Linked DNA regions of Mus musculus: region 1 is linked to region 2. Evidence: chromatin contacts called from public HiChIP or PLAC-seq data. All regions are on one chromosome and are shown on one strand. The core of a region is the stretch at or near the end of the contact, and the rest is flanking DNA. Distances in the headings are between cores, read along the strand shown. Region 1 overlaps Acan (aggrecan). Region 2 has its middle 19 kb from the start of Mrps11.

Region 1 (3,835 bases), core at 915-3,414, 260 kb before region 2:
TCTCATCTATTACAAGAATAGAATGCATCTTATTGGTGGGTTCCAAAAGACAGAAAACTGGGGTGGTCCTGATAGAGTCTGACAGAGGGATCTGCCAAATTATTGACTCAATCCTTCTCCATGCACCTCTGTGACTCATGTGGGGCTATCATAGGCCTCCCCCACCGCAGATTCCCTGGAGCACAGTTTAAAGAGCACTGGGTTGCGGCCATTTGTACCTCATATGTCAGGGGTATGGATGGGGACAAAGTCATCAGAGAAACTTGCTGAGAGTGATCAACTACAAAAGCCACATCAAAAAAGCAGCCAGGGTACGTGAACAGGAATATTTGTGTTCTTTCAACGGGGTGGACAAAAGGAAAGCAACCTGTGTACCTGAATAACCAAGTGGGCAGGGCGTGTCGGCTGCATAACAGAAAGGTCAAAGCCCTGAAGACAGAGGTGGGAGCACGGGGGTGGGGGTGGAGAGGAACTGAGCCTTGGGGAAACTCAACCTAGGAGGCATGTCTCTACATCAGCTCCCTACGGCCCATGGACTGCAGAAGAAGATTTGGTCTGATCCCATTCATGGTGGTTTGAATATGCTTGGCCCATAGCATGTGGCACTCTTAGGAGGTGTGGCCTTGTTGGAGGAAGTGTATCACTGTGTGGGCTGGCTTTGAGGTCTCCTAGTGCTCAAGCTCCACCCAGTGAGGAAGAGAGCCTCCTCCTGGCTACCTTTGGATCAAGATGTAGAACTCTCAGCTCCTCCAGCGCCATGTCTGCCTGTACACTGCCATGCTTCCTGCCATGATGATAATGGACTGAACCTCTGAAACTATAAGCCACCCTCAATTTAAATGTTTTCCTTCATAAGAGTTGCCTTGGCCATGGTGTCTCTTCACAGCAATAGAACTCTAAGACAGAATGCATGTCAGGGCCACTCTCGGGTCTTTTGGGAGCTTCTGCAATGCAGTGCTTTGAGAAGGGGCGGTATAGATGGCCGTGCCATTTGATTGCTGCATAATTCTAAAGGTAGACCATTCCACATAGGATTTTTAGTGAATCAGTTATCCTTTCTCAATCATTACACATTGCTAGATGTCAGAGGAATATCTTCCTAGTTTGGCTTCTGGTAGACCAGGAGCCCCTAAGAAACTGAGATAGTAGGTGGAACTCCCAAGAGGAGAACAGTGAGCTCAGGGAAGGTCCACCAATCTTAGGCCATAACCCAGTGCCAAGCTGTTCCTTGGTAATAGCCCTCCCCATCCTCATATTCCCACTTTGAGTCGACACCCTCATCCTCCAGGAATGGAGGTGAAACCCACAAAAAAAAGCAGCCAGGTCCTACAGGCATAGAGGACTCTCTCTGCTAAGATATCAAAACTCGATACAGAAGTCAATGTGGGTTGTTTTGGAGGAACCAAGTGAGCATCCCAGGGTGAGGCTACTGGGGAGGATACGAATGCCTTGAGAGATACCATGGCAGCTCCAGGCTGTGGGCCTGATGAGGGTGGTGTTATGCATGGGGTGATAGAGGCCAGTGCTGACAGGACAGCTCCTTACTGGACTCCAGAGACACTGCTCACCTCCCCGGGGTGCTATTCACAGACACATGGCCTCTGGTAACACCTAAGAGGGAGATGGAGCACACAGGGTTCTGCCTCAGTTAGGAGGCTTGGAGGGAGTTCAATCCCATAGCAGGACTGGCCTGAGGCTCCCACAGGAACGACAAACAATCTCCCTTGGGTCCAGTGAGCAACGGCAGCAGCAAAAGAGCCAAAGTTCTGTATAGTTACGAAGACCTTTAAACAGAAGGTGGCTGATGTGAAAATGAGGCGGGACCCAGCCCACGGGAGGGAGTAAAGGGCTTCTAGCCAGTGATGGGAGAAGGCTGAGAATTTTTATTTGTTTCCATTTTTGAGAAAGGGTCTTACATAGCCCTGACTGACCTCATTACGTGATCAAGGGCAACCTTGAAGTTCTGGTCTCCTGCCTCTGATTGGCTGGGATTCTAAGCACGCACTATCAAATCCAGGGCTTCGTGCACGTTAGACAAGCACTCTGCCTACTGAGCTATACTCTTAGCTGCAGGAGACAGGATTTTTAGGCATCCTGCTGGGCCAGCCTCTTCCTTGGTCTGCCCCTGGGCTCCAGTGCAGCAGCCTTTCCTTCCACAGATCTGCTGGATCAGCAGCTCTTTAGACTGAGTCTCTCAGCCTGCTGTAGGCAGAAAGAGCTTCTAGCCTGCTGCTACATTCGGCTTGAGAGACTTGAAGGAGATTCCAGTCCCCTGAAAAGGAACTTGCTTAACTCCTCAGTCTCCCTAAGAGATGACACCCTTTTAAACACTCTGTCTATTGTCCTTGAAGGTATGTTTTTTAGAAGCTGGGTTTTTTTTTTTAAATTTGGTGTGTGTGTGTGTGTGTGTGTGTGTGAATCTTTGTCTTGCACCTAGGGACAAAAGTACTCATTTAATCCAAGGTCAAGATCAGCTGTGTTCTGGAAGCAAGGCCCTGTCTCAGGCATAAGGGTGGGGGGCAGGTGGAACAGTTCTCGACTCCCCCTGCCCTTGCAGAGCACAGCTACAGCATCAGCCACTAACCTCTCAAGGAGAGACTCAGGCTAGGAGAATCACTAGAAAAATCAGATTCCTGTCCCCATCGCTCATCCCACAGAGGAGGCTGGCTTGCCATATACAGTGTTCACCAGCTCCTTAGATGGCTCTAATTTCCAACCTGAAGATTACCCTCCTCTCTATAACAGTTCTCTTTCAGTGTCTGGTCAAGTTGGACAACATCCTGCAAGTTTTACAGTCATTCCAAAGTCTAGCTGTTCCCCTCAGCCATCGACATATAGAGGTAGAGGCAGGGAGGCTGGGAAGTAAGACAGCCCTGGCTTGGGAGATCAAGAAGGAGGTGGGGGTGACGGGATGAAGAATGTGAGGCCAAGAGTTCAGGCTCTAGGAAAACCATCTTCCTCAGGGCTGGGGTGGTGGCTGGGACCAGGAAGACATGCTCTTTAGAGCCTGGGATGCTCTGCTTGGATATTTCTCTCCTAAAAGAAGAGAGAAGTATTCCTAAGTGTGGCCCTGGAGATGAGTAGGATATGGAGGACAGAGCCAGACGGTGACCCAAGGGTGGATGATGGATGATGGGGGACCTGGGACTGTCTGTTAGGTTCTTTTCCCTACACCTTGATTATCTGAGACAGGGACTCATGTCGCCCAAGATGTTCTCAGATTTGCTATGTAGCTGAGCAAGACCTTTAGCTCCTGCTTCTCCTGCTCTTACCTTCGGAGTGTTTAGATTGCAGGTGTGCACTGCACACTCAGTGGAACCCAGGATGTCAATGCCAGGCAAATATTCTATATCAATTTTTTAAAAAGGTAAGATCTTGCTATCTAGTCTAGGGTGACTTCAAACTCAAGATCCTCTTGGGATTAGAGCTGGGACTATAGACCTGTGACACCACACCCAGCTATGGCTGAGTTCTGATTGGATGACACAGTGCTTCTATGATGCCCCCCACCCCTACGCCACACTGCCTTTCAGGTGGCTTGGGGAACGGCCCTAGAGGACCCAGAAGACTGTTTAAGCTGAGGCGGGGCTGAGAGAAGCTCCCCTTCCTTCAAGTGCCCCCTCCTACCCTTCTGACAGCTTACTTAAGGAGAGAAGGTCAATACTAAAAGCTGTCTGCTTTAATGTCTTATGATCCTATAAAATGCAGGTTCAGGTGAGCTATGAAAATCCATCCCTTTGGCTAGTAGCTTTCAGTTAGGCTTTAATTTAGTGTAACTTTATTCCTCAAAGTAGGGGCTTGGATAGGAGTTCCTGGTTCCTGTTCAGTTTTCTTT
Region 2 (3,925 bases), core at 574-3,073:
TCCTGATGAGGTCAAACTGGAGCACGTTGTATCTGTAGGGACAAAGCTAGACCACTCCCAGAGTTTGGAAATACAATTTTCTGTTAACAAACTCTTGGTTGCCTAAAATAGCCAGAGTAGTTTGGAAGCATGTGAACTGGGCAAAACAGCTGTCTGGGGTGGTCCCTGCAGCCAGCAGCACTCCTAGCAGATGAGTGTCAGGCCCTTCCCTGAGAAGGTCTGGGTGCACAGATCTCTGGGCAGCATAGAAAAGGTCTAGCGCAGAGAGTTCTGCGTGGGTGACGCTGGGGCAGGGTGGTGGGATGGTGCCCACAGAATGGAGTGTTGTAGGGGCCATCTACAACACTGTCAGTGAGGGAGGCGTGCTGACCAAGAATACTGCTTGAGGCTTTGCCTCACCTCTTGGCTCCATGTTCTGCTCAGGCTTGAAGTGGAGGAGAGGAGCCAGAGGAAGGTTAAAAGCTCTGAGTAGTCAGTGAGGCTCAAGTTTGGTTTAATATTTGGGCAGATTTTCAACTTTTGTCGCCGAAAGGACTATCAGATTGAACTTTTGAAAACAGGGTCTCACATATCCTGGGAGAATGGCCTTGAACTTCGGATCTTGCTTTTGCTCTCTGTGTGCTGGGGTTACAGCTGTCTGCTGCCATTACACCCAGTTTTATACAGTGCCAGAGGAAAGGGACATTCTTAAAGACCAGCCTTTTTCTCTTAACTCAAATGGTTGTGGGAAAGAAAAGAAGAGAGAGAGAGAGAGAGAGAGAGAGAGAGAAGAGAAGAGAAGAGAAGAGAAGAGAAGAGAAGAGAAGAGAAGAGAAGAGAAGAGAAGAGAAGAGAAGAGAAGAGAAGAGAAGAGAAGAGAAGAGAGCCGGGTGGTGGTGGCGCATGCCTTTAATCCCAGCACTTGGGAGGCAGAGGCAGGCGGATTTCTGAGTTCAAGGCCAGCCTGGCCTACAAAGTGAGTTCCAGGACAGCCAGGGCTACACAGAGAAACCCTGTCTCAAAAAAAAAAAAAAAAAAAAAGAAAGAAAAGAAAAGAAAAGAGATACTTCTAGGCCTCATGTGTGTATGTGTATGCCTTGTACATATGTGTATATGTGTTTGCGCATATATGTGTGTATGTATGTGTGTCTTATGTACATGTGTGTGAATGTGTTTGTGTGTATTTGTATGTATGAGTCTGTGTATGTATGTGTGTGTCTTATGTACATGTGTGAATGTGTTTGTGTGTATTTGTATGTGTGAGTCTGTGTATGTATGTGTGTGTCTTATGTACATGTGTGAATGTGTTTGTGTGTATTTGTATGTGTGAGTCTGTGTATGTATGTGTGTGTCTTTGTACCTATATGTGCATCTATGTATTTCTGTGTATGAGTCTGTGTATGTGTGTGTGTCTTTGTACATATATGTGCATCTATGTATTTCTGTGTATGAGTCTGTGTATGTGTGTGTATGAGTGTCTCTGTGTGTGTATGAGACTGAGGCTTGAACCTAGAACCTTGCACATGCTAGGCAAGCACCCTATCACTGAGCCACACTCCCTGTTTAAGCTCTTAGTCTTACAATCAAGAATAACCTCGGAGCCAGGGACCCTTCCTGAAATGGTGCCGTCAGGATCTAGAGAAGAAGACAAGACACAGAGTTGTCTTGAGGCAGTGATGGGAGGCAAGTGCAGTCCTCCTGGATCTCCACCTCACTTCTGAAGGGTGCAGCCAGGCAAGGGGCGTAGTCTGCCCAGACTGGCCATGTCTTCAGATGCTAGGGATATGGGTGAGGTTGTATCTTTTTTTGCTTGTCAAATCCTGGGAGCCTCAGGAGCCATGTGATGTCCCAGTTTTCTGCCTCCATCTGAGTGAGCTGAGCTCTGATTTGAGGAGGTGTGAGAGCTCTAAATGACTGCAAAGTACGTTTCAATCAGACAGAAAATAGGTGAGAAATGCATTTTCCTTAATGCCCCAATTATCCCAGTCCCAACAGGACAAAAAAAAAGTGCTTTTGCCTGCTCTCAGGGACGCTGGGCTCAGGATCCCTGCGTGTCCCCAGGATCTCTGCCTGTGCTTTGTGCTTTGTGCTTAGGGGCACGTGCCCCCTCCAAGGGTCCAGGATGCAGGTAAGGAAAAAGCAGCCCATCTCTCAGAGGAGGAGGCCCTGGGGAGGACTGGCAGGCTCCTTTGTGCTATTCCTTGCAGCAGCCTCAGAGCGTCTCCCCCATCTCTGCCCTCCCCAGCCTGTCTGGAAAAGCACTGCATCATGTTCCTGCTCCTCTGTTACTCAGCTTTTCCTTCACTTTCCACCTGGGTTAAATAAAGCAGGGCTCCTAGATCTCCCTGCCTCCACCAGGCTCCAGAAAGATCTTTCTCAAATACCTTCCTCCCATGCTGTGACCCTGGCAACTCCCGGCCAGAGCTGCCCTCTATTCCTTTCCCCACACACAGTCCACCCAAGCCTGGTCCGGTTGTCCTCTACACACCTCTCCATCCTCACCGACATCCCCACCTCTCTCTCCTGCCCCTCTGTATGCACCCCTAAGGCTTCTGGAACAAATGAGTGCTGCCAGAGGCCTCAAAACAACGGAGCTAGCAAGAGCTTGTAGCACAGGTCTGTAATCCCAGCTACACTGGAGGCTGAAGCAGGAGGCTCTGGAGTTCAAGGCCTGTCTAGGCTATAGAATAAGTTCAAGGCTAGCTGTTATTGAGATCTGTATTAGATTAAAAAGTGGGGAAAGCAAGGGCATGCTGGGACTGGGGCTGGGACCCAGAGGTAGGGTACATAGGGGTTTGGGGCCCCTAAGTTTGATTTCCAGGACAGTGAAAGGAAGGAAAGCAAGCAAACAAACAAACAAACAGGCAAATAGCTTTGTTGTTTGCAGCTCTGGAGATCAGGAGCCTGAGGTCAGGCAGCAGTGGACAAAAACTGATTTGTTCCTGGGTCTGTTCATCCTTAGAGGCTCTGAGAAAGACTCTTGATTCTCTGGCTTCCTGTGACATATCTCTCTAGTCTTCTTCTGAGTCACATGACTCTCATTCTTACCTATGGTCAAAGCTTCCTACATTTTTATAAGGAATGGGGGTGGCGGGGCACTTCTGCCCCCAGCCTCAGAATCCTTAATTAAAATGCATCTGCAAAGACTATGAAGTTCTCTGTTCTATGAGGCAGCATCTAAAGGGTCCTGCCTGGGATCTGGTGCCCGACTCGACCTCACATTGTGCTGTTTGCCACACTGTGATGGTTAACCATAATTACTGACAAAATTGGAGTTAGAATCTCTAGGTATGTCTATGAGGGTGTTTCCAGAAAGGTTTAAGTGCAGAGAGAAGACCATTCTAAGGGTGGAACCACTGATGGCTGGAGTCCCAGACTGAAGAAAAAGGGGGAAGTGTTCCGAGCACAGCATTTCTCTCTCTCTCTCTCTCTCTCCCCCTCTCTCTCTCTCCCTCCCCTCCCTCTCTCCTTCTCCCCACCTCTGTCTCTGTCTCTCTCCCCTTCCTTATCTCTCCCTTCCTCTCCCCACTCTTCTCTGACTTCTGACTGTAGATGCAATGAGATCCATGTTCCTGCCACAGTGCCTCCCTGACTGTGTCTCCTCAATGGTGAGCCCAAATAAGTTGTTTCTTGTCAGGTATTTTGGTTGCATCAATGAGAAAAGCGACTGCCATATAGACTGTGCACTGCGCTTGCCCACGGCCTCGCTGAAAGTCACTGTTGCCCACCACCCTGCCTTCCCAGCCTCTATTAGGATTTTGAGTGCCAGTGTGCTCTGTTTTTGGATCCCCTTCTTATCAATACTATTGCCACCACATACACTCATATCAGACATGCACACTTATACTTACTTCCTGTCCTGTGAAATTACTGAAGGCTCCCGAATTTCTCTCCCCACTGGCCTCTTATCTGCTCAGGACAGTAGTTACCAGGGCATCGGAACTTT

What was found. HiChIP or PLAC-seq counts read pairs in DNA pulled down with a chosen protein or histone mark.
Region 1: an H3K27ac HiChIP or PLAC-seq map of SST interneurons shows a contact between it and region 2, with 6 times the contacts expected there. The contact joins two enhancer-like sites. A contact is called at or near these places in 1 of 39 promoter capture datasets (embryonic stem cells), 24 of 484 Hi-C or Micro-C datasets (the 63-12 cell line, the AML12 cell line, B cells and 15 more) and 2 of 115 datasets of contacts at active chromatin or transcription factors (SST interneurons and embryonic stem cells).

What each region holds. Positions count from the first base shown.
Region 1 is chr7:79,058,835-79,062,669 of GRCm38.p6, reverse strand. The region is part of intron 1 of Acan (aggrecan); the gene reads right to left. Among named protein-coding and RNA genes, the nearest start is that of Gm26633, 7.4 kb to the right of the region's middle. Within about 2 kb of position 2,164, at least 2 of the 459 cell types and tissues checked have an H3K27ac peak or open chromatin away from gene starts, as enhancers often do. A contact at or near this core is called in SST interneurons, where this site is marked.
Region 2 is chr7:78,799,834-78,803,758 of GRCm38.p6, reverse strand. No RefSeq gene overlaps it. Among named protein-coding and RNA genes, the nearest start is that of Mrps11, 19 kb to the right of the region's middle. Within about 2 kb of position 1,823, at least 18 of the 459 cell types and tissues checked have an H3K27ac peak or open chromatin away from gene starts, as enhancers often do. A contact at or near this core is called in SST interneurons, where this site is marked.